Regions from separate parts of the Mus musculus genome. Here all the other regions are linked to region 1. Evidence: chromatin contacts called from public HiCAR-type, HiChIP or PLAC-seq and promoter capture Hi-C data. All regions are on one chromosome and are shown on one strand. The core of a region is the stretch at or near the end of the contact, and the rest is flanking DNA. Distances in the headings are between cores, read along the strand shown.

The links. Promoter capture Hi-C pulls out the DNA fragments that hold promoters and counts their contacts. HiCAR-type assays count read pairs that join an accessible place to other places. HiChIP or PLAC-seq counts read pairs in DNA pulled down with a chosen protein or histone mark.
Region 2: an H3K27ac HiChIP or PLAC-seq map of large pre-B cells shows a contact between it and region 1, with 3 times the contacts expected there. The contact joins the enhancer-like site here to the promoter of Mbnl2 in region 1. A contact is called at or near these places in 4 of 39 promoter capture datasets (the HPC-7 cell line, hippocampal neurons, liver and 1 more) and 1 of 115 datasets of contacts at active chromatin or transcription factors (large pre-B cells).
Region 3: a contact with region 1 is called in a promoter capture Hi-C map of pre-B cells, with 6 times the contacts expected there. The contact joins the enhancer-like site here to the promoter of Mbnl2 in region 1. A contact is called at or near these places in 15 of 39 promoter capture datasets (the 3T3-L1 cell line, 3T3-L1-derived adipocytes, the C10 cell line and 10 more), 1 of 484 Hi-C or Micro-C datasets (pre-B cells), 8 of 115 datasets of contacts at active chromatin or transcription factors (acute myeloid leukemia, astrocytes, cardiomyocytes and 4 more) and 2 of 9 other capture datasets (adipose tissue and embryonic stem cells).
Region 4: a promoter capture Hi-C map of hippocampal neurons shows a contact between it and region 1, with 5 times the contacts expected there. The contact joins the enhancer-like site here to the promoter of Mbnl2 in region 1. A contact is called at or near these places in 7 of 39 promoter capture datasets (the C10 cell line, cranial neural crest, embryonic stem cells and 4 more), 1 of 484 Hi-C or Micro-C datasets (the G1E-ER4 cell line) and 2 of 115 datasets of contacts at active chromatin or transcription factors (embryonic stem cells and large pre-B cells).
Region 5: a contact with region 1 is called in a HiCAR-type map of astrocytes, with 4 times the contacts expected there. The contact joins the promoter of Dnajc3 here to the promoter of Mbnl2 in region 1. A contact is called at or near these places in 10 of 39 promoter capture datasets (the C10 cell line, cranial neural crest, frontonasal cranial neural crest and 5 more), 1 of 484 Hi-C or Micro-C datasets (bone marrow-derived macrophages), 6 of 115 datasets of contacts at active chromatin or transcription factors (astrocytes, embryonic stem cells, extraembryonic endoderm stem cells and 3 more) and 3 of 9 other capture datasets (adipose tissue, embryonic stem cells and macrophages).
Region 6: an H3K4me3 HiChIP or PLAC-seq map of pro-B cells shows a contact between it and region 1, with 5 times the contacts expected there. The contact joins the promoter of Dock9 here to the promoter of Mbnl2 in region 1. A contact is called at or near these places in 2 of 39 promoter capture datasets (the C10 cell line and pre-B cells) and 1 of 115 datasets of contacts at active chromatin or transcription factors (pro-B cells).
Region 7: a contact with region 1 is called in a promoter capture Hi-C map of stem cell-derived epiblast-like cells, with 7 times the contacts expected there. The contact joins the promoter of Uggt2 here to the promoter of Mbnl2 in region 1. A contact is called at or near these places in 8 of 39 promoter capture datasets (cranial neural crest, embryonic stem cells, frontonasal cranial neural crest and 4 more) and 2 of 115 datasets of contacts at active chromatin or transcription factors (astrocytes and forebrain).

Annotation. Positions count from the first base shown.
Region 1 is chr14:120,274,030-120,277,393 of GRCm38.p6, reverse strand. Mbnl2 (muscleblind like splicing factor 2) reads right to left here and starts at 1,725. Exons shown (of 8, transcript NM_207515.2): 1 at 1,489-1,725. The region is part of intron 2 of Gm52122 (a long non-coding RNA gene); the gene reads left to right.
Region 2 is chr14:118,888,157-118,891,934 of GRCm38.p6, reverse strand. It overlaps Dzip1 (DAZ interacting protein 1), which reads left to right. Exons shown (of 22, transcript NM_025943.3): 14 at 103-165; 15 at 2,543-2,679. Among named protein-coding and RNA genes, the nearest start is that of Cldn10, 35 kb to the right of the region's middle. Within about 2 kb of position 1,269, at least 11 of the 459 cell types and tissues checked have an H3K27ac peak or open chromatin away from gene starts, as enhancers often do. A contact at or near this core is called in hippocampal neurons, where this site is marked.
Region 3 is chr14:119,005,444-119,009,136 of GRCm38.p6, reverse strand. It overlaps Uggt2 (UDP-glucose glycoprotein glucosyltransferase 2), which reads left to right. Exons shown (of 39, transcript NM_001081252.2): 32 at 43-138; 33 at 990-1,074; 34 at 1,810-1,992. Among named protein-coding and RNA genes, the nearest start is that of Dnajc3, 69 kb to the right of the region's middle. Within about 2 kb of position 1,901, at least 375 of the 459 cell types and tissues checked have an H3K27ac peak or open chromatin away from gene starts, as enhancers often do. A contact at or near this core is called in the HPC-7 cell line, adipose tissue, astrocytes and 8 more, where this site is marked.
Region 4 is chr14:118,980,825-118,984,649 of GRCm38.p6, reverse strand. It overlaps Dnajc3 (DnaJ heat shock protein family (Hsp40) member C3), which reads right to left. Exons shown (of 12, transcript NM_008929.3): 12 at 2,948-3,825. It also overlaps a transcript of Uggt2 not described here. Among named protein-coding and RNA genes, the nearest start is that of Dnajc3, 45 kb to the right of the region's middle. Within about 2 kb of position 1,864, at least 84 of the 459 cell types and tissues checked have an H3K27ac peak or open chromatin away from gene starts, as enhancers often do.
Region 5 is chr14:118,936,074-118,939,472 of GRCm38.p6, reverse strand. Dnajc3 (DnaJ heat shock protein family (Hsp40) member C3) reads right to left here and starts at 1,541. Exons shown (of 12, transcript NM_008929.3): 1 at 1,303-1,541. The coding sequence starts at 1,384.
Region 6 is chr14:121,696,920-121,700,448 of GRCm38.p6, reverse strand. Dock9 (dedicator of cytokinesis 9) reads left to right here and starts at 2,032. Exons shown (of 54, transcript NM_001081039.1): 1 at 2,032-2,255. The coding sequence starts at 2,136.
Region 7 is chr14:119,097,141-119,100,852 of GRCm38.p6, reverse strand. Uggt2 (UDP-glucose glycoprotein glucosyltransferase 2) reads left to right here and starts at 1,419. Exons shown (of 39, transcript NM_001081252.2): 1 at 1,419-1,642. The coding sequence starts at 1,512. It overlaps Gm16835 (predicted gene, 16835), which reads right to left and starts at 1,888. Exons shown (of 7, transcript NR_153786.1): 1 at 778-1,888; 2 at 339-565.

The DNA of each region.
Region 1 (3,364 bases), core at 476-2,975:
CTGTGGGTTTAAATGGGAAGACATAACTCAAGTCCTGCCAACTGGGAGTTCGAATGTTCCTGGCCTGGACATAGAGAACTATTCCTTTCCACAAGCTGAATAGAAGAACACACAGCAGAAATAGTTGGGGGATGACGTCAGGAGTTCTGGGCTAGTGTCCTGCACTTCTCCTTGAAAGTAAAAACCGTGGTACGTGGCATTGCCCTTATTTAAATGAGCACTGCTCTCCCTCAGAACGGAGCAAACGAGAGGAAGAAACTTCCTCTTACATAGATGATAAAATGTCTCATTTAATTTTTGTTCCTTGTTGCTGCCTAAATATAAAAATGCCCTAATAGACATTTTCCGACTTAATCTTTGTCTTTTAAAGAGACAGTAAGGCTTTTTTGAAGAACATTAGAACATTCACGGAGGTGGCAGTTAGGCAAGTTTTTTTTCCCCCCTTCGCTTCAGTGCTTGCTAACTATTCTAAAAATGTTACACATTTATTGTAAACACATGCTTCCAAGGCCTAACAAAAAAAACACGGTTTCCTCAGCCTGGCAGAAATTTAAAACGGAAAAGGGCAGAAAGAATTCTTTAACACAGAGAAAGCCTTCCCTTCTCCTGGGCCAAGTGTGTTAAAAATAAATCTGCTTCACCCTTTCCAGCCGCTGCTTCTCGGCAAGAAAGTTGATCTGGCTGGGCATAGTGAGAGCCCAGCTTTAAAAGCTAGCCTGCTCTCATTAAATTATTCTGCTGGCTGTGTGTTCTCATTAAAAATGCATACAGATCAGATAATTGCAGTAAGCATTATTAACCCAGCCTTACTTTTGAATATAATGGTTCCACTTTTAAGCTGGAAACAAAGACAGAGGCTGCCAGGAAAAGCAATGTAAACATTGAACCACAGTGTCTAAGACTAGCCAGGAAGCTTCCTCTTCTGCCCTGGTGCTGCTTAAAATGTGCTTTTGAAACTCAATTAAAGCCATTGCCCTGTAGCACCAGGGTGGCCCCCAATTTCCAAGAAACAGACATATTTTCGTCCCAAACGTTCAGCCGATGATTATTTAAGCAGATTTTTTTTTTAAATTCTTAATTTCAAGTATGTTTTCAAAGAACAGGAAACACGTAAACTTTATTCTGTAGCCCACTCTGGCAGTAAAAAACCTCCATTATCTTAAGATAATCCTGGCCTGGATCTTTCAGATAATTAAAGATAATAATAATAAACAAATCTGTCCTTTAAATAAATAAATAAAAACCTCGGTTTTTTTTTTTTTTTTTTAATGCCTCACCCTAAACGGGCGGCGTAGATTCCAGCTTTGCCGTTTCTTGTTCTCAAATCCAAACGTTACGTAAAACTCCAGGGTTTCCTGCGAGTATTCCGTTCGAATTAGTGGAATCGGTCTCCCTGGCTTCCCTAAGCACACACATGGAATGCAGCATACTGCAGCAAACTCTTTAAACATTAAAAAAAAATTGGGGAGGGGGGGTTGTTTCTCCTACCTTGTTTAGCTCTGCTCGTCTTCCCCATGTACAGTAACCCCAAGAACATCTGGCAGGACCGAGTGGCCGTGGCTTCTCCACCGCATCATGAGGAAGGGGGGTCCATGCAAATAGTTCTCCGTCCCTGTTTATTGTACTCTGCGAGCCGCCGGCCGTGGCTGGAAAATTTTACCTTCAGATGATGAAGCAAAGACAGTCTAAACTCTGTTGCTGTGAGCTGCAGCCCTTCCTTCCCACAGGCCCCGCCCAGGCTCAGCCCACCAATCCCCGGCCAGCTCGTCAGCCCTCCTCGTCTGAAACTGGTCCTCATAGGATGACTGACACAGCAACACAGCGCTGGCAGGCTCTGAAAACAGTGCGTCCATACTGATGGAAAAGGGATCTCCCTCTCCGAGGAAAGCAGTCATAGCTCCGAGACAAAGTGGCACATAATTGGCAGAGCACAGAGAGGGGTAGCTCAGACAAATACGCTTCGAGACACCCAGCCCGTAGCTGGGAGTTGCATCATAAACACTCCGGGAATCACGAAACTCCTAAGATGGCCAAGAAATCCAATTGGATCCCAAACTAAAGTCTTAGGGCGTTTGAGGAAGCATACTGACATAGATGTACACATTCGTTTGTGAGACAATTCAGTGTTTTTCATGCAAAGTGATACCTTACGAAACATTTGCAGGCAATTTCCATGACGGAGGGAGGCTATAGCCAAGTTGGATTGCACACTGAAGACCAGACCATGCTTGAAGCCCCAGCACACAGCTTTTCTAGAGAGCTGTCATTTCAGTGGCTACTTACTGGAACCCATATATTTTCCATCTAAGTTTCCAGAGCACTAGAGACTTCAATTAGGGGATGCCGAAGGACAGAACTGATATCTCTACATTAAGCTTTGAGGCTCTTGGCTGGCACCCACTGGGGGATTAACTGTGTCTTAACCTTCTTAGATGCCATTTGATAAATGCTCATACGTTGCCCATCCTGTCTTTAGTGCCGCAATGACTGCTGGAGGGCGTTTACTGCTGAATACACATGGCACTGACCTAAGGGACATCCTCCATTTTCAATCTACAAAGGTTGACCCACAGATGCCAGAGGTTCCCTAAGATAAAGCAAGAAAAAAAAGAACGGAAAGGGTTATTTTTTTCTTCTTCTCAGTCAACAGCATTTCTGCATGCTTTGAAAACAAAAACAAAAACATATGGCATTTAGAAAACACAATAAGCACACATTTTCCTTCCACAAAACACAACATTTTGCATCTTAAAAATTAAGTATGAAGGTCCCGTGACTAACTACAGGCAAGAACAAAGATCCTATTCATCTGAAAGATTGAGCCTCTCTCTCTCTCTCTCTCTCTCTCTCTCTCTCTCTCTCTCTCTCTCTCTCTCTCTCTCTCTGCAACTGTTTAACGAATGCATCTGGAATGGAGTAACAGGGCAGAATGTAATGGTTTTGGTATTTTTAGATTTTGGAATTGTGTTCTTAAAACACATCATTTCTTGTGACTTGTGGACTAATTTTCTTCAATAGAATATCTTATTTTACTCCTCTTCACTTTAATCTCTAATATTGATTTTCATTTCTAGTCAATATTATCTTTGATAGGCTTTGGTTAAGTCTGTTGTTTTGTTTTGTTTTTCCTGGAAAGTTAAATTAGCTACATTTAAACAAGTGGAAATCTTTTTAAACTGTTAATACACCTATGCACACATACCTGAGTGTTGATCTCAAACTTACCTTCTTCCCCAGCTCCTCCTGCTTTTGACACGAAATCCCCATTTTTTACAATCTTATTACTTAGACTTTAGTCTCTGTCAAGCCCATTTCTCACCCAGAGACATTAAGCCTCTTAGTGTTCTCCTCCCAGCTCGGCCAG
Region 2 (3,778 bases), core at 20-2,519, 1.4 Mb after region 1:
ATATGTGCATATAGTAGCTTGTATATACCTATGTATGTCTGTATAAATTATTTGGAAGCAAACAAATGTATTCGTGTAACTCCTTTTCTTCTTCATTGACAGAGCAAGTGTTCTCTTCACACATACTGGAACCAATAGAAGAACTTTCTTCAGAGGAGGAAAAAGGTAACGAAGCTTTGGGGTTTCCTTGTTCACTCGGGTCTGGACCTTGGTAGTGCATGTCTGCGCTGTATAGCGCACGGTACTGAAAGCAAGAGCCGCCTAGATGTGGATTGTGTGTTTCGACCTGTGTGATGTGCAGCATTTTGTTATTTTGGTCCCCTAATCTTCTGCTTGATTGAATTTTCTGCGGGTAAGTTAATGAGAGATTTCTTATGTCAGGAAACGGAAAAGCAGAAATCCTTTATTTTGATACAGATGGGGCTCGTGTATCGTATCCCTGACAACGTGACACCGTGTGTCCCAGAGTGGCCTCTCACAGTGTTAGCCTGAAACGAATGAGAACGTTTCCATTTCCAGATTACCGTTCTGTAGCAGTGCTGGGGCTGGAACCCAGGGCTTGCACATGCTAGACCAGGGCTCTGCCTGGGAGCCATAGCCCCCGTCCCCTAATCACTCTTAACGTCAAAAATGAACCCAGGATGTAAGCACCGGGTACGAAATAGAGCAAATAATATCCACAGTATGCGATGCGGGAGCTGTCAGAGGCCTTAGAGGAATGATTTTGCTTGCATATTTCTTTTGGCATTCCTTAAAATTACTTATATATTTTTAAAGCTTATGAAAAATTGTGTAATTATCTTTTCTTATTACAAAAATCTGTTTTTGAGGCAGGACTTTGTGTATTCCAGCTGTGCTTGAAGTCTGCTTCATCACGCCCCTCCCTCCCTCCCTCCCTCCCTCCCTCCCAAGGGTGGTGACCACCGGTGTCTGCCCCAAACACTCTGGGTTCTTTTGGGAGTGTGTTTTGTTTTGTTTTGTTTTTTTCTTGTTTTCTTTTTTCTTTTTCTAGACAGGGTCTCCTTGTATAGCTCTGGCTCAGGAAGAGAGGTGAAAAAATAAGTATTCCAATATGTAGACCTTGAAAAATGTCCTATTTTTTAATTGTGTGTGTGTGTGTGTGTGTGTGTGTGTGAAGAGTTTTCTAAAGCACTGGCAGTTAATCAGCCTCACAAATGTTGAAAGTGTAAGATTTAAGGCAACCTCTGACTTGTAATAACATTACCATATATACTTTATATTTCCAGCTGAGCGATCAAGAATAGCAAAATATTAAAACTGTGTCTTCCTGTAGGGTTTCTTTTTTTGCTATTTAATATGCAAACTAATTTGGCTAATTTTGTTTTTAGTGAAACTTAATTAATAGGTGAACATTTTGGCTCACACTTGTAATCTTACCATTCTGTCACTGGCTTTGAGGCCAGCCTGGGCTACAGTGAGACCTTGCCTTAAAAAAAAAAAAAGAAGAAGATGAAAGAAAAAAACATTAACTTAACAGAATATGACTTAGTGCTGTGATCAGATGGGTATCTGGAGAACATGTTAAGCAAGAGACATTTTGTGTAAGATCTTTCACAGATCCACGTCCCATCTGCTAAGGCAGATGAGTACTGGAAGATGGGGGCGTTTCTTGCAGCCAGCCTGAAAGAAGAAACACGTCTTGCAAGCGTGAGGAAGGCATTTGTTCAGTGCTTTTGAAGGAAATGAACCTTCTTGGAGGTAGAATCCAGAATGATAGTTTATTTGACAAACTTCTTCCAAATCTGGCTTTGGACAGTCCCTAAGGTTGTCACCTGACAGATATGGCTCTCTTTAGTCAGGTCTTAAGCTCCCTTGTACAGACTGGCCTTCATTGTGCAGGGCCATGCCTTTAGGCTCAGGTTCCAGGCTCCCTTGAAATAGACATGTTTTCCATGGGCGGTAAAGTAGACTAGAGTGAGCTGCGGCTGTCATCGCCGGGCTCTGTTCTGGTTCGGTAAAGAGGAGATACAGGCAGATTGGACATGGGAAGTAGAGTATTACCTGGCCTTTTGTTTGTTTGCTTCTTTGTTTAGCTTTTGTTTGTTTTAAATTATATGATGTTTCCCTTTCTAAGGCTTTGTTAACCTGTTTGAGGTTTGGTAAAGACTCTGAAAGGGGAGAATAAACATAAACTTTGATATATACTTAGGATTCACTAAGTTATCTCTTTAAAACTTAAAGAAAATTTAAATAAATTGGACCCTTTTTTCATCATAAAATAAATTCTAACTAATCTTAGAGACATTTTGGGAAATACTCTCACTGATAAAACAGTAAAGAAATATATATTATATCAACTACTTAACCCAGTTAACTCTAACTTAGGTAAGCAGTCAGGAGTCTGAAACCACTGAAGTTCTGGCACAGATTTAAAAGTTACAGAAGCTCAAAGACCTAGGCATTATAAAACATCCAAGACCTTAAAGTCTTTCTGACTTAAAGTTGTGAGTTTTCATTTTCCACTTGGAATGGGTTTGTATAATCCTTTTTAAATCTGCCTTCTAATAAAACCATATTTCAGGTCGAGAAAATGAGCAGAAATTAAATAAAAAGACGTCCTTAAGGAAACCGTCGAGCACCAGCCCATCCCCCCAGGAGCTGAGGACTAACCTGGAGCGGGAGCTGGGGAATAAACTAAGAAGCTTTGGGATTGGCGCGGTACGTCCTTCGCTCCCCGAGCGTTTGCTCCTTAGGCTCCCTTCTCTAAATCAGGACCCAACTCTGTACGATCTAGAGACTAGATGCTAAGAGGACTCAGGTTAGCAGAACCCTGGGTGGCATCTGCTAGAACCTGGTGCACTCCTAAGACCTTAACAAATACAAATGTGTTCATAAACGGAGGGGATAAGACTTGGAGTAAGTGTCATTATTACTTCTGTTGTATATAAAGATCAGGTGACTTGACTGGGTTCACGCAGCTAGTAAGGAGGAAGCCAGCGTGTGTGCCTGCGCGCTGTACAGTATTCTCCGTCTTCCTCCTCTGCTGGTGCTTCTTGTCTGTTGTGGGCACCAGCAGTTCCTTTGCAGACGCTCTTGAGACTAGAGTTCTGTGTTTGCTGTTCACATGGGTTTTCTGGGGTTTAGTTTTGATCAGAGCCTTAGCCATGGTTTTTCTCCTAGTGTGTGGAGACTTTTTTTTTTTTTTTGCTTGTTTCCAAGAACTGCAGGTGTGCACCCGCATGGTTGTTCAAAATTAGAAACGGTTTGACTTTATTTCCAGGTGAAGGAGTTGATATTATGGCTTGTGTGACCCAGCTTTCCCATTCATCCCATTCATTTGAAATCATGCTTTTGTCGTGTGGAAACCCTGTGTGCGTCTGGATCCGCTTAGCCCTTCAGTGGATTTCCCCTGCCTACTCATTTTTTTAAATTTTATTTATTATTATACGTACGTACACTGTTGCTGTCTGCAGACATACCAGAAGAGTGCATCAGATCCCATTACAGATGGTTGTGAGCCACCATGTGGTTGCTGGGATTTGAACTCAATCAAGACCTTCAGAAGAACAGTCAGTGCTCTTAACTGCTGAGCCATCTCACCAGCCTACCCCTCCTCCCCCACTTGCTTACTCTTTATTCACTTGCTGACTTGCAAGTCACCTGACTCCACTTTATTCACACTGACTTGCTCGTAGGAGCCGCACACTCTCCTGCCTTGGTGGGCCTTGCTTGTGTTAACGTTGGTCTTACTACTCCAGATAATTGCCAGTTCTTCCAGCTCTTGTTCCTGTTGAACTTTAGAAAAACGCTCCCACTT
Region 3 (3,693 bases), core at 652-3,151, 1.3 Mb after region 1:
AATAAATGCTAATAATTCACTGTCATGTATTTCTATTACAAGCTTCACAAAAAGTCTGCATAAAGATGAGAAAAAGGAAAATGACATCCTGAACATTTTTTCAGTTGCTTCTGGCCATTTATATGAGCGTTTTCTAAGGTAGGTGAGAAGGTTCTCATAGTTTCAGAAAGTTACACATTTACACAGATCGGAATTCAGCAAAATGAAAGAATGAACCTCAAAAGGAAATAAACTTTTTTTCCCGTTTCTGCCAAAGTATTAGCTTATTTTCATACCCGCCATTATTATTATTTATTATTATTATTATTTATATTCTCTGCCAAAGGCCCCTGGAGGAGCAAATCCACTGGGTTTGTGCGTTCTTCTTGCCTAAATGTTAACAAGGTATACACCAGTGAGCAGCTTGCTTTTTACATGTAAGTTTTAAAATACATTTAAATTTTATTAATTTGATTTGATTTAGAATAGTTTTAATTAATGTTAGAAATGCGTTGAATTTAACAAGATAATGAGAAAAAATATATATTGTAAATTTTCCTTTCCCATGAAGGAATATCATATTTGGAAAAAGAACGAAGTCAGTGGAGAAGAAGAAGATGGTATTCAGAATTTAAAGAATATTTTTAAGAGTTTATATAAAGGACCACAAAGAATGCCTCAGAGATATTTCAGTTCTGATCCTGGTGCTTTAGAGAGCACTTTCAGGGGCGCGCCTCTCTCCTTCACTGAAAGGCCTGGGTAAAGCAACCACATGGCAGAGTCCCAGAATGCACCAGTCCCTTCTCTTCTGAAAGCCTTGTATTGATCACACAGTGGCTCTGTGATATTTGCACCCTTACATCCTTATGCACTGCCTATTGTCACAGCCATAATGTCTGAAGGTGTTTTAGTTTACCTCTACATATTTCACAATGTGTATTCATAAGTCATCATTTAAAGGCCTCTGAATATAAGTTACCCTGTATTTGTCTCCATGTCCTTTGACTTAGGATTATGATGCTTTCTGTTCTGCGGAACACCGAAACTCCCGTGAAGTTCTGGTTTCTGAAGAATTACCTCTCGCCAACATTTAAAGTAAGCACATGGCTATTTTACAATGTGGCTAAAGCTTGATACTAATTTCTTTGTTACCATTGTAATCTCTGAAAACATTTCCCTTTTCAATGTGAGGTTTTTAAATGTGTATTTGCCAAATAGGGCATGGGAGTGGAAAACACATGGACTGAGATGACACAATACAGGATCCGTCCTAGCAGATGCTATCACTAATTAGAAAAACCATTCTCTGGATAAAAACCTTGCAGCACTTCATGGCAAAAGTAATGCCTCTTCAAAACGGGGTTTTCCTTTCTGGTTTGCTTTTTCTCTCTGTTTCTTCTTCGTACGGTGCTTTCGTGCATAACATAAACACTGGTGAGTGCGCAGGTGTAAGCCTGTAGCTTTGCTCTGTTCACAGTAGCCAGGCCCTCCCTCCAGCCAGAAGGTCATTGGCCTAACTACCTGTCTGTCTCAGTTCCTGAGGAGTCTGTTTGGGGAAGCAAGGCAGCAAGCAGTGGGCGTGAGCTGGAGCAGGAGGCTGAGCCACAAGCTTGAAGCAGTCTTTCAACACTCTCAAAGCCCGCCTCCAGTGACGTACTTCCTCCAACAGACACGTCTGCTGCCGCTCCCTCCCCTTCCTCCTTCACACACTCCCTTTCAGCTTGGGAACAAGTTTATTAGAATAGTATTTAAGCAGTTTTCAGTTTCTTTATAATGATTTATAGTAAGCTTCTTCTAAAATGTATTGTTTGATTTGTTATATGTGTCTAGGAGGTAATTCCTCACATGGCTAAGGAATATGGATTCCAGTATGAGCTTGTGCAGTATAAGTGGCCCCACTGGCTTCATCAACAGACTGACAAGCAGCGAATCATTTGGGGTTACAAAATCCTTTTCCTTGATGTCCTTTTCCCACTGGCTGTGGACAAAGTCATATTTGTTGATGCTGACCAGGTAACAAGAGCGATTACTTTTTACTAAAGCTTGCTTTGCATCTAACTGAACATGAACATGAGGATTTGCATTGCTCATTGATTGTCACTGTTAGTTTTTAGACATACACGACACGACATTTTTTATATCCACTAAGAACCTGGAGTTTAAAAACACACTAGCAGAGCGTGCGCAGACGGGAAAGTGTGACAAGAAGTACCGTCTGCGTACAACATGGCAGTTCCTATCTGAAACAGCCATTATTATTATTGTATAATTTGGCAAGTAAAACTAAGACATGTGTACATTATTCGTTATAAAAACAGTTCCATGCACCTGCGCGGGTACGCACGGGTTCCGCGCACCTGCGCGGGCACGCACGGGTTCCGCGCACCTGCGCGGGCACGCACGGGTTCCGCGCACCTGCGCGGGCACGCACGGGTTCCGCGCACCTGCGCGGGCACGCACGGGTTCCGCGCACCTGCGCGGGTATGCACAGGTTCCATGCACCTGCGTGGGTATGCACGGGTTCCGCGCACCTGCGCGGGTATGCACGGGTTTTCCTCTAGCTGCTGACTTGCTGGGAAGGTTAGCGGTGAGTGGTGAGTGTGGCCCTTCTCTCCTGCGTCCACCATCAACAGTGAAACCATCAAGTTTCCATCTGTCCATGACTTACTTAGGAAAGGCTCTAAATTTAGCTGGAGATAATGAAAAGCCACCTTCATTTCCAAATCTGTATGTATAGAATTATTAGCTCATTTCAGGATATTTGTCATCAGTAATCATGAAAATATTTGACAAGTGTACAGAATTTCTAATGCAGGAATACTTAAGTGTTCGTGTATATAAAGTGAATTCACAGGATATAAACGACATATCAAGGACAAAGGTGTATTTTCAGGTTTTATATTAGAATTTGCTGATAAGCATGGAGTGGAGATGGGGGCAGCTTTTTTTCTAAGTCCAGCACTGCAGAGAGTGAGGCAGGAGGATGAGGAGCTCAGTGCAGAAGCACGAATGAGGCCACCTGGAAACAAAAGCCAACCGGGAGGAAAAGACGGCAGAGAAGAGAGCAGGGCCCTTGCCTGGGTGAAGTCTAAGCCACTGCCGTCTGAGCTCTGAGGCCAGAGACTATTTATCACCTCATTGTAGAACAGCAGGGGACTAAATGCAAAAATTTATTGCTGGGCTCCTTACTCTGGTGAGTCAGCAGCCAGAAGCCTCTCTGGCTAAGCTGGTTAACTCTTTGTGAACCACAGAGGAAGGAAAGGAAAAGAATTAAGATGCTGGGGCTGGTGAGATGGCTCAGTGGGTAAGAGCACCCGACTGCTCTTCCGAAGGTCAGGAGTTCAAATCCCAGCAACCACATGGTGGCTCACAACCATCTGTAACAAGATCTGACTCCCTCTTCTGGAGTGTCTGAAGACAGCTACAGTGTACTTACATTAATAAAATAAATAAATCTTTAAAAAAAAAAAAGAATTAAGATGCTGTATACAGGCAAATGTACACAGACGCATATACATTCAAACATTCATATACCCACACTCTGGCCGGGCCCAACTCTTTGTCACAATCAACTCCGAAAATATTCATGCATGCTTACATACGTGCATATGTACCTGCACACATGCATATAAACAGACATACACATTTGGATGGATGGATGGATGGATGGATGGATGGATAGGGCAAAACTCCCCAAGCCAAACTATTCATTCA
Region 4 (3,825 bases), core at 615-3,114, 1.3 Mb after region 1:
CTCCCCAACTCGCTTCGGTTATTGTGTTACATGGCACCCATTGATAACCCTAACTAGGACAGAAATCGGCACCCGGAGTGGGCTGACGCTGTGGCAGACCTGACCACATTGTCTTAGGGGAGATGATTAGAGGTTTTGGATCGCTGAAGTGGTCTTGTAGGAAGTGTTCCCCATGTCACACACAAGCTGCTTTCTAGAGGCTGTACAGCCTGCTGGTAGCCAAGCTCAGCAATGTCCATCTCCCAGGTGTTGCTCCTCCTAAAGACATGAAGTGGTCAGGGAGAGCAGCTGAGGTGTGGCACCATCAAGAGGGCACAGGAGAGGCTACTAGGGAATGTGCAGCCCAGTTGCAGCAGAGACCCCAGCGTTTTGGAGTCAACAGAAGCACGGGACAAACAGCAACAGCAGCAGCTGTGCAGTGGAGCTGGTCTGAGCCTAGAGGACAAGCTGTGTGTGCCGCAGAGAGCAGAGGCAGGGGAGTGACCCAAGCCCCTGCAGGAGTCCAGAAGATCATGAGTGAACACTGGGCATTGAGTTAGTTATACAGGTGGAGTTGTGTCTTGCTTTGATCTATGACTCTGCCCTGGTTCTTCCCTCTTGAAATAAGATTTTTTTTTTAACACTATAGGGGCCTAACTTGAAAGACTTATGATTTTAAGACTCTGGATTTTTTTTAAGACTGGATTTTTAAAGTGTTTGAATTTGTAAGATTGTAAAATGTTTTATATTGTGATGTTTGCATTAATGTGTGATCTTGGAAGTGAACAAAAAAGGTAGCGGCTTTACAGTGATGTGCTTGTATGTCAAATTGATAAGGGGTCAATTAAACTGGATACTTTTATGTCAACTTGACAAAAGCTAAAGTTATCTGAGAGGAAGGAACTTCAACTGAGAAAATACCTCCATAAAATAGGCAAGCCTGTAGGGCATTTTTTTTAATTGTTGCTTGATGGGGAAGGGCCCAGCCCATTGTGGGTAGTGCCATCCCTGGGCTGATCTTCTACAAGAAAGCAGGCTATGGAAGCCAATAAGCAGCACACCACTATGGTCTCTACATCAACTCCTGCCTCCAGGTTCCTGCCCTGTTTGAGCTCTTGTCCTGACTTTCTGCAGTGATGAACAGTGATGTGGGAAGGTAAGATAAGGGTTGCTTAGTTATGGTGTTTCCTGGGGGGGGGGGGACAGAGAACCTTTACATTCTGTAACTGAGTAGTTTCTACTTTCTCCAGCCCTAAAGAACAGTAGGACACATTTACCCAGGCCAGGCGGTGGTGCTGCATGCCTTTCTACCCAGCACTCTGGAGTCCTAGACAGGTGGATCTCTGAGCTCAAGGCCAGTCTGGTCTACCGAATGAATTCCAGGAGAGCCAGGGATTTACCAAGAAACCCCGTCTTTAAAAAAACCCAACAACAACATCCACGGACACTCCAGAACAACAACATAGACTAACGCACCAGAGTGCTGGACTCAAAGGTACTGATGACTCCGTGTGAGAAGCGAGAACTCTGGTGCTGCCCCAGCCTTTATCTCCACCACTCTTACTGTAGTGGATTTAAGTGAAAGCAAAGCTCCAAGGAAATGAAGAGAGTTTGAAAGCAACCGACTTTCACAGCTTAGTTGTTTATGACCAACGATGAAGCTGGGATGGTGGCTTGAGCGCGAGCATCAGACTCTCAGGGAGCCGAGGCAGGCTTTTTGAAAGAATGATTACAAAATGGAAAAAAGAAAGCAACTGAAGAGAAGTGAGGAACTACAACATTTCCCGTGAGAGAGGGATTTCCAAAGGCAGGTCACTGAACCTGCTTGGGTTTTGCTTCTTTAGGGCCATGGCTTAAAGCAGACAAAAGCAGGAAGTGTGCATGCTGAGATGCTCAGAGTCTGTCTGCTATGCACCCAGCTCCCTCCCACAGGAGGAGGGAAAACAGTTGGCCGGAACTGAGGGCGAGCGTGTGTGTGTGTGTGTGTGTGTGTGTGTGTGTGTGTGTGTGTGTGTGTGTGTGTGTGTGTGTGTGTGTGTGTGTGTGTGTGTGTGTGTGTGTGTGTCTGCTGAGGGAGTGTGTGTGTGTGTGTGTGTGTGTGTGTGTGTGTCTGCTGAGGGAGTGTGTGTGTGTGTGTGTCTGCTGAGGGAGAGCCAGAGGCTCTGGGAAAACAGTTGGCCGGAACTGAGGGCGAGCGTGTGTGTGTGTGTGTGTGTGTGTGTGTGTGTGTGTGTGTGTGTGTGTGTGTGTGTGTGTGTGTGTGTCTGCTGAGGGAGTGTGTGTGTCTGCTGAGGGAGAGCCAGAGGCTCTGGGAAAGAATACTATGTCCCCTCTGTTTCTCTGTCAGGCAGCGCCGGAACTGAGGGCGAGCGTGTGTGTGTGTGTGTGTGTGTGTGTGTGTGTGTGTGTGTGTGTGTGTGTGTCTGCTGAGGGAGTGTGTGTGTCTGCTGAGGGAGAGCCAGAGGCTCTGGGAAAGAATACTATGTCCCCTCTGTTTCTCTGTCAGGCAGCGCCAGCCTCATTTACCTGCTGACATCTCTGCTGTCATGATATCAACACTACCACTATGGATTCAGAAGTTTCTAACCTTTCTATAAAAGTTCTATATAAATTTAAGTATTTTGTTTTTCCTTCAATATAAAATATATAACTGAAATTAGTAAAACTGCCTTTTTTGTTTCCAGAAGCTATGGTACCATGCATGCCCTTCCTGTAACCATGACACAAGTGAACTGTGTCAGACGAAGCCACCTGTTACACTTCAGAATGAAAATGAAAGAATAACCTAGTTTAAGTCCCACTTTTCTAGGGCATGGTGTTCTCTGCTCTTCCTGGCAAACTCACATAAATGAAAGCCCTTCATCAACTCTGTCCCTGATGCTGTGTGAAATAAAGGTAGAAACAGACTTCTAAGATGGACTTTCTTAAAATTTTAAGTCAAAGGCTAAACATGAATAAGAAGCAAGTAGTGGATATGACCATAAATATTTTTATTAAATGTGAAAATACACGGGCATAAAAATATTGCCCATATTCATATTGCCCATATTGACACATGTAAGCCCAAGTTGAAATAATTTTAGTTCTTTTTTTATTAAAACACTAAATTGAGATGGATTAAGTAAGATGTGTCCCATTTAAAACAAATATAAACTTAAGAGTAATAATTTAACGTATCAAACATCTTGAATTTTTACCTCCCCTGTGCCCTGCATTTCTTTGCACAGGTATTTCAACCATAGATAGTGCAATAAAACCTGTTGTTACTATACACAAAGCCACGCAGTGGCTAAATTTTACTCTTAAATCATTCAGCAAATGAGATCATCTGTTTAAAAAAAAATACCTCCCCTTTGAACATCATTTGAAATTACAGAATCAACTCTGCCACTAATAGAAGAGAAATGATACGATCTGGAAAAGATGAGCTCTTAGCGATTACCATTTCCCTCCCTCCTCCTACAGCAAAGTCCAGTACAGTCAAGCAAACCATCTTGGCCCCCCACTTACCCAGGACGTATCTGTAAGGCAGGTCGGCACCCACAGGGCCTGCGGAGTCACAGTTACCTAGTACAGCTTGCCGCCTTCATGGCACATGCCAGCTTCTGACCCAGGAATAGATAACGGTGACCACTGACATTTTTTACTTAGTTATCTGTAATCCTCTCTCACACTCGTTTTGGGGATGTGTTTAAGTTTGGTATTTTTGAAATGGGGCCTAAAGTCACAGTGACATGCTATTGCAGCCCCACATTCTGGGATTACAGGCCTGAGCCACCATGCCTGCTTATGTTAAAAAAAAAAGAATTTTAATTCCATTCATTATCAGAACTCCAGTGACAAATC
Region 5 (3,399 bases), core at 292-2,791, 1.3 Mb after region 1:
CCACAGTAGAGAGATGAAATGCTAAAAGTCCTAATCCTGCAAAGAACAGAAACTCGAATAAGGTGCTTGATCTACAAGCTCCTGGATGAGGTAAGGCAAACAAAAATAAGCACTCCCATGTCTGGAGAGTAAGTTAAATCGACACTAAGTAGAGCATAGACAACTTTCCCTTAAGTTACTAAAATAAGTCACTAATGATAACTGGGCACAATCAATGCAGATGGAAAGAATTAGAAAATGAAAGAAAGTTAGAACATATGACCCATACTAAAGTGGTCCAGGCCTTCAAATTCCAATCCCCTCACTTTTGAGGCTGGCTCCAACATCAAATTATTGGTCTCAATATTGCCACAGTACACATTCTGATTTGGGGTTCAAAGAACGTATGGTGATCAGGAAGCCAAAACCAACAAAAACCATACCTTTAATGGTTAAAAACCTAAGCATATGTCTTTAAAAAAAAGAAAGAAAGAAACCCGCATAGACTTCTATGATGGTTTCATCATAAACTGTTCCCAATTTCAGTTCCTCAGTCCCTCCAAATGGAATATTCAACTGTTTACTCTTTCCATGACAACTATCCCCAGACTTACAGGAATGAGTACAGAGCAGTGCCCAGGACAGATGTCACTACAGCACCGTAACCAAGTTGGGAAGTTCAGTGGGCATTTGGGGCTTCAATGTCTAACTCCTCCCCGCTCTGACACCCAAGATAGGACAGGCCTCTATTTTTTGCTATTCTGTTGGGAGTAGCCAACATTCCAGTCTGGAGCCCAGGGTGAAACGTAAGCGCTCCCTATTTTTTTTTTTAAGAGACTTTTTTTTTTTTTTTTTTTTGCGATGACTAGAAAAAGTAACGTCAGTGGGGGGACAAAGTTGAATGTCGCCTTGCTGGGAACTGTGAAGCCACAGCCAGCCCAGCAAGTTAGGCGCCGGGAGCTCCGAGCCCAGAGGTGGGCTTCTCCAGGCACCAGCCTAAGTTGCGCGCCCGACGCGGGGTCGTGAGGGAATGGGACTGGCTTCGGAAAGGGCCCTGGCCCGCCACTCCGGAACCGGGACCCGTCCCGTGCATGCCGCCGTTTCGCCTCCTCCCGGCACCCCCGATCCAGGGTCCCCCGGACGCCGGACTCCCGGCTGCGCTGGCCCAGGCCGCCGAAACCGGCCTCGCGCGCGCGGCCCGCCAGTCCCGCCTCTCAGCCCACGGAACCGGAACCGGGCTCGGACCCAGCCTCGCGCCCCGGAGCGCCGCTCCCAGCCGGGACCGGGACCCGAAGCCCGCCCCGGGAGCAGGGCGGGACTCACCTTCGTACTGCAGGTCCACCAGGACCAGCAGGAACGGGAACACCGCGCCCAGCCGGCTGCCCACCGAGCCGGGGGCCACCATGTCCAAGGGCGCCTGAGCCGAAGAGCAGGAAGGTGCGCGGCCCAGCAGCCCGCGCGGCCAACAGCCCGCAGCGAAGCGCCCCGTCCACTCGCTCGCTCGCTCGGTCAGCGCTCGGGCCTCAGCGGCGGCTGGCGCCCGGCGGCGGAAAACAGCGGTAGGCGGGGCCCGCGGAGCCACGCCCCGGGCGCCGCCGCCGCCCAATCGCCTTCCTTCTGGCCACAGAGCGGCCCAGCTCGCCCGGGTCGTGGTTGGCGCTGATTGGTTGTGGGGGCTGGCGCCCCGCCCCGCCTCTGATAGGATAACGTGGAAGCACAAGACGAGGCTGCGTCCGCTGGTCGTGGAGCTGTCAGCGGGCTCCAAACCGCCGCCGAGCGCCGAGGAGGAAGAGGCTGGGGAGGCCGGGCTGCGGCCGCCGAGTCCGCATGCGCGGGCCCTAGAGCCCTTCTGGGCCGGCCTCGCGGGCTGGCTTGGCAGGGGCGGCGGGTTCCTGGAGCGAGCCCAGATTCCTTCGGGTAGTGTTGGGGGATAAGGCGCCGCCGCCTGGGCTGGTAAGGCCAGAGAGTCTCAGGAAGTCTCCAGGGACGTCCGAGAGAGATGACTGGACTTCTTGAATGAAATGGGGGAAGAAACCCAAATAGCCACTCCGTGGGTGAAAAGGGGAAAAAAAAAGTTTATTCCAAACTGCGAAGGCTGTCTCTCGGGAAAGCAGAGAGAAGCGCTGCGCGGGCTGGGGTGATGGTGGGGATTTATCTTCTGGGTTATATGGGACCTTGACGGGCTAATAGACCCCACTGTCATAAGTTAATGGAAGAGCCAAATGTCCCTTTTCCCAGAGATAGGAGAATAACTCCACTTAGCAAGTAGGAACTATCTTCACCACCACCACCACCCCGAGGGAATGCTGGCTTTTGTCTAGATGCCCTACCTGGGGGAAAGGAATTTCTTGGGGGACCTGACACTATTGAGGTCTGCTAGTGGATCAGAGATGCAAGAGCCATTCTACCAAGTCTCACAGTTGGTCTGGGTGGCTCTCTTAAAATCCGCAGTCCTCTCAGTCTCGCCAAAGAAACTTCCAGAATCACTTTTTTTTTTAGGTTGGCTTAATGGTTTCTGGGGCTATTTCCTGCCCTAGACTAAGTATCTATTGATGCATCCTTAAAATGCTTCCAGTGCCTTTAGCTCACCCTACATAACAAAGTCCCTACCCATTACTTGCTCAGTCTTCAGTATTAGCCCTCTGCTTTCCCAAGCAATGACCTTAGTTTGGAATAAACTTTTCTCTTATACACCCACCAAGTGTCTATTTGGGTTTCTTTACTGTGCCTATTTCATTCAAAGACATAAGAACTTGGACAAGATTGTCGTTAAATTAATCAGGTAGGTTACGCCCATAGCTGCTCTGTTTGAACAGACACTATATGGCAGCAACGTTTTACACATCGCTAAATAACGTGGGTTTGTTATTCAAAGCTTTTGATACCTTAGTGTTACTTCATGCTTACAAGGACTTACACATTATGATGACTTTTGAATGAAAAAAAGGACGTGGCTGCTCTTAGGTATGGTGTAGGTAAAAGGGAGATAGAGACATCTGGGAGAGTGGACATGGCCCTGAGCTGTGTGAGAAAAGGGGGAAGGGAACCAGGTGCAGCAGCCAAGAGGGCAAAGGTTACCAAAAAGAAAAAGAAAGATGGCTGGCCAAAACGGCTGGGTTATATAGGGAAGCGCCTCTGGAGGAAGGGAAGCCCAGCCCCAAAGCTGGAGAATTCTGAGTAAAGGGCTGGACTTGCCTGCCATAGCTGCAACACATAGGGACTGAGGGATGTTGGGAGAACTTTGCTATGTTAAATAGGACCTCAGCCATTTGTCTCAAATTTGAAACCTAACATATTTGTGATTTCCTGAAGATACACTACAAAGGGTGAAAAAAGGAAGAAAGGTCTTGTTCTGTTCCAAAGAAATAGAATGTGCCGGGCATGGTGGTGCATGCCTTTAATCCCAGCACTCAGGAGGCA
Region 6 (3,529 bases), core at 783-3,282, 1.4 Mb before region 1:
ATAAAAGCTAGGTTTTGATTTTTTTTTCTTGATACAGGAGCTTACTTTTAGTTCTAGGCAGGCCTTGAACTGGTGGCAATCCTCCTGCCTTAGTTATCCCCGAGTTTTGGAATTATAGGTGTGAACAGCCACACCCAGCAAGTTAACTATTTTTTAAATGGACTCAGTAATTTATTTACTACACAGTGGTGATCATAGTCAGAAGGATTTCTGGTGTTTAAATGACAGTGGCAGGTGCTGAAGGGAAAGAGGGAGGGCAGTTAGGCACTGTGTGGCCTCTCAGTTTCCACTTGAGTCCTACTGAGCTCTGGCAGTCTCCATCATCCTGGTGCCTGCAGAGTGATGGTGGGGCTGGGTGGGTTTGGACTGCATTTCTTCTGCTGGCTTCTGGTCCTAGACTATTTTGTACATTGAGACTGTGGATGCTATTTACTGACTATTATAATATTTGTATCTGTTACTAGACAGGTCTTGATTTCAAAGAAGTGAACAGGCACTAAATGGGAGGGGTTCCACCCGAAGGGCATCTTTACATTTAACCCACCTGTAGTACATGCTTTCTGTGCATCTTTGTAGCAAACCCCTTCGTGCATCTTTGTAGCAAACCCCTTCGTGCATCCTTGTAGCGAACCTCTCCGATGCTTGTGTTTTGATTTTTGCTAGTTGATCTCTTAAAAAGTTACTCCTTCAGGGAATATGAGGAAACAAAAAAGATAGCAGACTTCTTTTTTTTTTTTTTTCCATTTTTTATTAGGTATTTAACTCATTTACATTTCCAATGCTATACCAAAAGTCCCCCATATCCACCCACCCCCACTCCCCTGCCCACCCACTCCCCCTTTTTGGCCCTGGTGTTCCCCTGTACTGGGGCATATAAAGTTTGCAAGTCCAATGGGCCTCTCTTTCCAGTGATGGCCGACTAGGCCATCTTTTGATATATATGCAGCTAGAGTCAAGAGCTCCGGGGTACTGGTTAGTTCATAATGTTGTTCCACCTATAGGGTTGCAGATCCCTTTAGCTCCTTGGCTACTTTCTCTAGCTCCTCCATTGGGGGCCGTGTGACCCATCCAATAGCTGACTGTGAGCATCCACTTCTGTGTTTGCTAGGCCCCGGCCTAGTCTCACAAGAGACAGCTACATCTGGGTCCTTTCAATAAAATCTTGCTAGTGTATGCAATGGTGTCAGCGTTTGGATGCTGATTATGGGGTGGATCCCTGGATATGGCAGTCTCTACATGGTCCATCCTTTCATCTCAGCTCCAAACTTTGGCTCTGTAACTCCTGATAGCAGACTTCTGCAAGAACATCTGTGTATCTCTCTTCTTCAGGATATCTTTGGACTTCCCATCTTTTTCCTATTCTTGAGGGAAGAGACTTTCTGCTTTACGTTTCCACTCTGACCTTCTCCATCCTTTAACACTGGGCACACTACATCCTGGCACACACACGTTGTTGTGTGCAAAGAAAATGTCCATGGTAAATGCTTTGGCTGCATTATTAATTTATTCAGCATTACGGTATCATCTCCCTGGCATAAAACAGATACATGAGTTTGTCTGCTGCTGTCTGTCCTGCAAGGAGAAATGATTTCTTGAACTGTACCTCCTGGGAACACCCTTGCTTGCTCGTTTGGTCCTGCTTTGATCAGGAGCCAAGTTCTTGGTGCTTAGCCATAACACAAATGAAAGCGTTTTGAAACTGCAACTTTTAGACCAGCCAGGCGACCTAGCTGGGGGCTTCAGATCGGAAGTCCTTATGAGGGAGCCTCGCTGGGATCGGCAGGCTTCCTTCTCAATGCTGCACTATTTGGATTCACATTGATTTGGCCCACGCTGTGTGGAACAGACACAATGAGGCTGGTCTTTCATTGCAGAGGCAGTACACTGTGTATTGTTCTGTTTGGGGGTTGTTTTTCTTTGGCCAGCGAGCAGGAGCCTCCCATTCTCCTAGCTGTAGTAACACCCCTAGAGGCTGGCCTTCTCGGTCATGCCTTCCCCACCCCTCAGGCTCTGCACTTCCAGTGCCTGGGAAACAGGCTTCAGGCTTCCTTTCCTTTCTCTGGCCAGCGGTGCGGCTGGTGGGGGACTCTCAGCTGTCCCTGCTGCAGGCTTTCTGACAGTGGTCTGTGTGGAGAATGCAGGCTGAGAAGTACAGGACGAGCGGTAGAAGTGACAAGAAGGAGTTGGTCATCGAGTCCCCCCTGCAGTACAAGGATGCAGCTCAGGCAGACGTGGAGGCAGAGAGCTCCACATTGGTAAGAGTCCCGTCCTGTCGCCCTGTCCCGGGACCGTGACTGCTTCTGAATGAGTCAGTGACCCACCGCATCCCGCTGCTCTTTCTGACTTTCCGACTTGCTCCTTTCTGACTTGCTCCGCCTGTCTCTAGGAAACCCTTATCTCTACCTTTCCTTATAGACTGGCCTGAAGTCTACTTCCATCCTTCCTCAGGAAAGAAATGTTGACGTTTGTGGGTGAACAGGTTTCTGGGAGGAGCTTTGCATAAAACAATTTAGTATTGTTCAAAAATTTTGTCACACCTAGCCACAACGATTTTTTTTTTTCAGAAGTCAACTGGGCGGGGGTTTTAACAGCACCCTGGGAGTTGGAAAGGAAGTATTTTGCAGACTTAAACCCTTCTGTGCATTGTCTATTTATGTCAGTGAGAAAACAAGGCAGGTAGGTGCTGAGGAGTGCACGCCGGTCTCTTCCCCTTGTTTATTTTTATCAGGGGCGTTTGTGTTGAACAGAGTCAGAAAGAATCTCAGCTGACAGCAAAGTTGATGTTTTAGCATTAGCCAAACCCATAGTAGTTTGAACAAACTCAAGTGCCTTCTTAGACTCTGGAAGGGAAGACCATGTAAAGTAATTGTGTTGTTAACCGTCAATGAGTAGGCTGTGCTTCCCGTTTGGAATTTCTTTAGTACAATAAAGGCACATAATTTTTTAAAGCAAGCTGCAGAAACCACCAGCGTGCTCTGCCGAGGGGACAATTGAGCCTTTCACACGGGCTGTTAAAGGGATTGTCAAGCTAGTGCCTAGTACCTCTGTGTAGCTTTCCCCACCCCAAACATGGAAGTTCAGTTGTGGCTGCTCTAGTGCTCTAGTGTTTGGTTTCCAGTTTACTGCACTGGCAATTAACAGCTGTGAGGGTGGGAGCTTAAACTCTCCAAGAGCATATTTCACCCTGACCGAATCGCTTTCCTTTGTGATGAGGGGGGTTAACTTACTTGTATTGCGCCGCCTTCAAAACTGTACTGCTTGTTCTTGACTGAAAGTCAGTCAAATAAGTTGGCTCCCCCTCCCACCCCACCCCGCCACACGCACACAGTTCATTTTTAACATACAGATTTACTGCCTCCGCCCCTTTTCTGGAATATAAAGTTTACAGTTGTTTGCTCCCTATCTTCAAGCCTGATAGATAGCTCATTGTATCATCGTGGCTTGAGTCACCTGCATGCCTCCTAGGGTGAAATCCTAGAGTGGAAGATGAAGGATGTTGTGTGGTTTGGGTTTCCTGGGTGGATATCCT
Region 7 (3,712 bases), core at 170-2,669, 1.2 Mb after region 1:
TTATTATCTTATTAACTTATTTCTAACTTGAGTTTATTATGTCCTTTAATAATATATTGCATGTGACTTATACAGCAAGTCTTTTTTTTTTTTTTTTTTTTTTTTTGAGTAAAGATTGGCATTGTATGAGACATGCTGCCATTTAAGGCTGGCTCTGTCAACATCTGATTTCCTTCTATCCCACATCTCAACCAAAAATGAAAAAACGAAAACAAAACATGTTAAGGATTCACAATATACTTTTCCTCAGGCTCCATGACGGGAAAGCAAGTTCGGCGCCCTTAGGTAAACTTCCCGTCTACCTACCCAGGACCTACCCAGGCCTTTTCGATACTTACTGATCCTCGGCATAAATTGTTCCAGAAATGAGTGAGGCATGAGTCCTCAGAGAAAAGTGCCATCTACAGTAGGAAGTAAGTAAGTTCTGCGTTCAGGTCCTAAAGTGAAAATCCAGCGACACGACAGCTGACAAAAGAGTCACTGGGAGAGAAGTCAGTAGTGAAGGTGCCACTTTGGCGTCGAGATTCACCTGAGCAGATTTTTGAACAGCATCTTCTAAAGAAAACTAAACACGTGAGGGTAAATGGAGTGCTTTCTCTCTTTCTCTGCCTCTCTTCATCTGTCTCGTGTGTGTGTGTGTGTGTGTGTGTGTGTGTGTGTGTGTGTGTGTTGGCAGCTGGAAGAGATGGGGTGTACCCACAGAGCAGAGGTGTACACAAATGGGAAGCAAGGGCTCTGTGCTCCTCCTGAACTACTTTTTCCCCACTTTTCTCTTACATTTCACTGCTATCATTTTCCGACTTTTCTTTTTCTATTCAGCTGTAATCTCTTGAAGCAGCGCCTCTCAGTCTTGTGGGGCACAGGAATCACCTGGGCCTTCCAAGGGGCTGAGAGTCAGGACACTTCTGCACCCAACTCCAAAAGCAAGTGGCAGGCCTGAGATGCCACTTCTGATAGCAGCAGGAGACCACTGAATCCTGGGGGGTGGGGGTGGCAGTGGCGGGGAGCGAGGTCCAGCCCTCAGAACCAGCCAGAGAGCAGGGAAAGCCCACTGATAGATAGATAAATCACAGCTCTCCCAACAGTGCACACAGGAGTCGCCTGCGCCTTTTTACGTCATTTTTGAGGCCTACTCTCGCTCCTGCTCCCCCCAGGTGATGCTAACCGGAAAGCTGGCCCTCACCCAGGGTCCCTGACCAGCGGGGCTGGGGCAGCTCCAGCTAGCGGTAGATTGGCATGGAAGGCTGGGTTCCCCAGACCCGGCGGCGGACCCTCCGAAAATCCTCGCGGCGGCCCTGCGTAGGCAAGGGGCCGATGTCCACCCGGGGGCTCCCCCCACTGCGCCCCTGGACCTCGCTGGCCACGCATGCGCACGCCCACGACCGGCGGACTAACGGACTGCAGCTCCCCCCACCGGAAGTGGACGGCGGAGCACCGGGAGGACCAGACCGTAGCGTGGCGTCTCGCGCTTCCCTCGGCGTGCCTTGGTGCGGGCCAGAGCCACGAAGGGGATGAGGCTGCTCCTGCGCTCCGTCGCGCTGTGGCTCGCCCTGCTCGGCGCCAGCACGGCGACTGCGTCCAAGGCGGTGACCGCCCACTTGACTGCGAAGTGGCCCGAGACCCCGCTGCTGCTGGAGGCCAGGTGGGTGCCCAGGCCCGGCTAGCGCCGCGGCCGGGGAGTGGCGGCGGGCGGAGGGACCCGGCATCCCTGAGACATCCCCTCCCGCAAGATGCTGTCAGACCTCGCGATTCAGGGTCGCTCACAGTCCCATGTCCCCTCAGATCCAGTGTCCGCCCAGTCCTGACGGCAATCCGAGGCGTTCTCCCGCCTGACCCCAGCATCCGCTTAGATTTGCAGTCCTCTGGAGCGAGCCCGCGCCCCCTTAGCGTCCCGAGCCGCACACTCCATCCCCTCAGACCTAATCAGAGGCTCTCAGATAGGGTTTCATCTCGTCGTCCACCCACCCCGCGCCCCCCCACACCCATAGCACCAATGCTCTAGATGGTCCCTGGACAACTCTTGCCACTCACTCGCCCCACCTTTCCCACGCACCTACGATTTTTAAAACTTCTGTGTCCCAAGTTTATTCCTGTTCCTGCGCTCTTGTTGATGTAGAGGGCAGAATGTGGCCTTTAGTGCAAGCTCTTCTGCAAAGTTCTAGTCAGCAGATAGTGCTTTGGAGTATAATTTTGATTTATATCCAAAATTAACAGTGGAGAAGGCAGTTTCTCGGTTACACCCTCCCCCCCAAATATCTCATCCAAAGGGATTTGTTTTCCGTTCTGTTTAGTTACCTTGTAGAAAGCAGACAATCGTAATCCCGCAAGCAGAAATGGCAACTCTGCTTCTCATGGTGATACACCTTTGTAATCCCTGGGGATTACATGAGTCTGTGGCTAGTCTGAAGTTACAAAAGGGAAACTTTGTCTCAAATTTAGTTCTTTAATATTGAGCATAAGCAGTTTTGTAACTGTTTTTTATGAATTTACAAGACAACATCCCATGGTTCTACAAAACAAAGGAAAAATCCACCACTATATTGCCTTGCCTTTACTTGATGGCACACAGCGTTTATTGACTAGGAGATTCTAGCTCAAATGTATCTGCTTCCTCTTATCTACAGTGCGTCCTGGCAGTGCATGGACCGGATCCTACATTTAGTCCCAGTCAGTCAATTTTTTTATTATGTATTTATTCTCTCCTAAACTATATATCCAGACTGCAGTTTCCCCTCCCTCCCCAACCTCCCATCTCCCCTAGAACCCTATTTCCTTCAGAAAATAGCAGGCTTCTCAGGATATCAACTGAACATGGCATAGCCAGTTACAGTAACACTAGCCACAAAAGGCTGAGTGAGGCAACACAGTAAGAGGAAAGGGTCTAAGAGCAGGCAGAAGAGTCAGGGACTTCCTCTCCCAGTGTTAGGAGTCCCGCAAGAACACCAGACTATACAACCATAACATATATGCAAAAAGTCTAGTGCAGACCCACAAGGGTTTGGTGGTTGCTGCTCCAGTCTCTGTGAGCCCTTATGATCCTGCTTAGTTGATTCTGTGGGCTGTGGTGGTGGCCTCACCCCCATGACTCCTACACTTCTTCTTCCCCATCTCCTGCAGGGTTTGTTTGTTTGTTTGTTTGTTTTGTTTTGTTTGTTTGTTTTAACAGTTAGCTGTATTGTTGGTGTTTTAGTTTCATGAATTCCAGATTATCACTTCTGTAGAATGTTCCTTAAAGCTTTTGACAACCTAGTCTGAGCCAAATTTGACACCCTCTTTACTTTGTGGTAGGTTGAATGGCAACTCCCACAAAGATATGTCCACATCCTAACGCCCAAATCTGTCAATGGTCAAGTTTTTTGCAAACCTAATTGAGAATATTGGGGCATTTTTAATTAACTTAGTGGGCCCCAAGTCCAGGGTCATGACACATAAAAATACTTAAGAAGGTCATGCAAGGTTAGAGTCAGAGATTGGAGTTAAGTAGCCTCAAGTCACAGCATCTGAAGCCAATAAAACGAGCAGAGGCAAGAACAGTCTCTTCTAGAGTCTTAAAAAGTACTAAAGTACCATCCATTCACTGATTTTGGACCTGTGACATCTAGAGTCATAAGAGAATGTCTTTGTTTTTGAAGCCACCATAGTTTTGGCAACTTGTTACAACAGCACTGGGAAATTCGTGTAGATTTTGATATCGAAAATAGGATCTCAATGC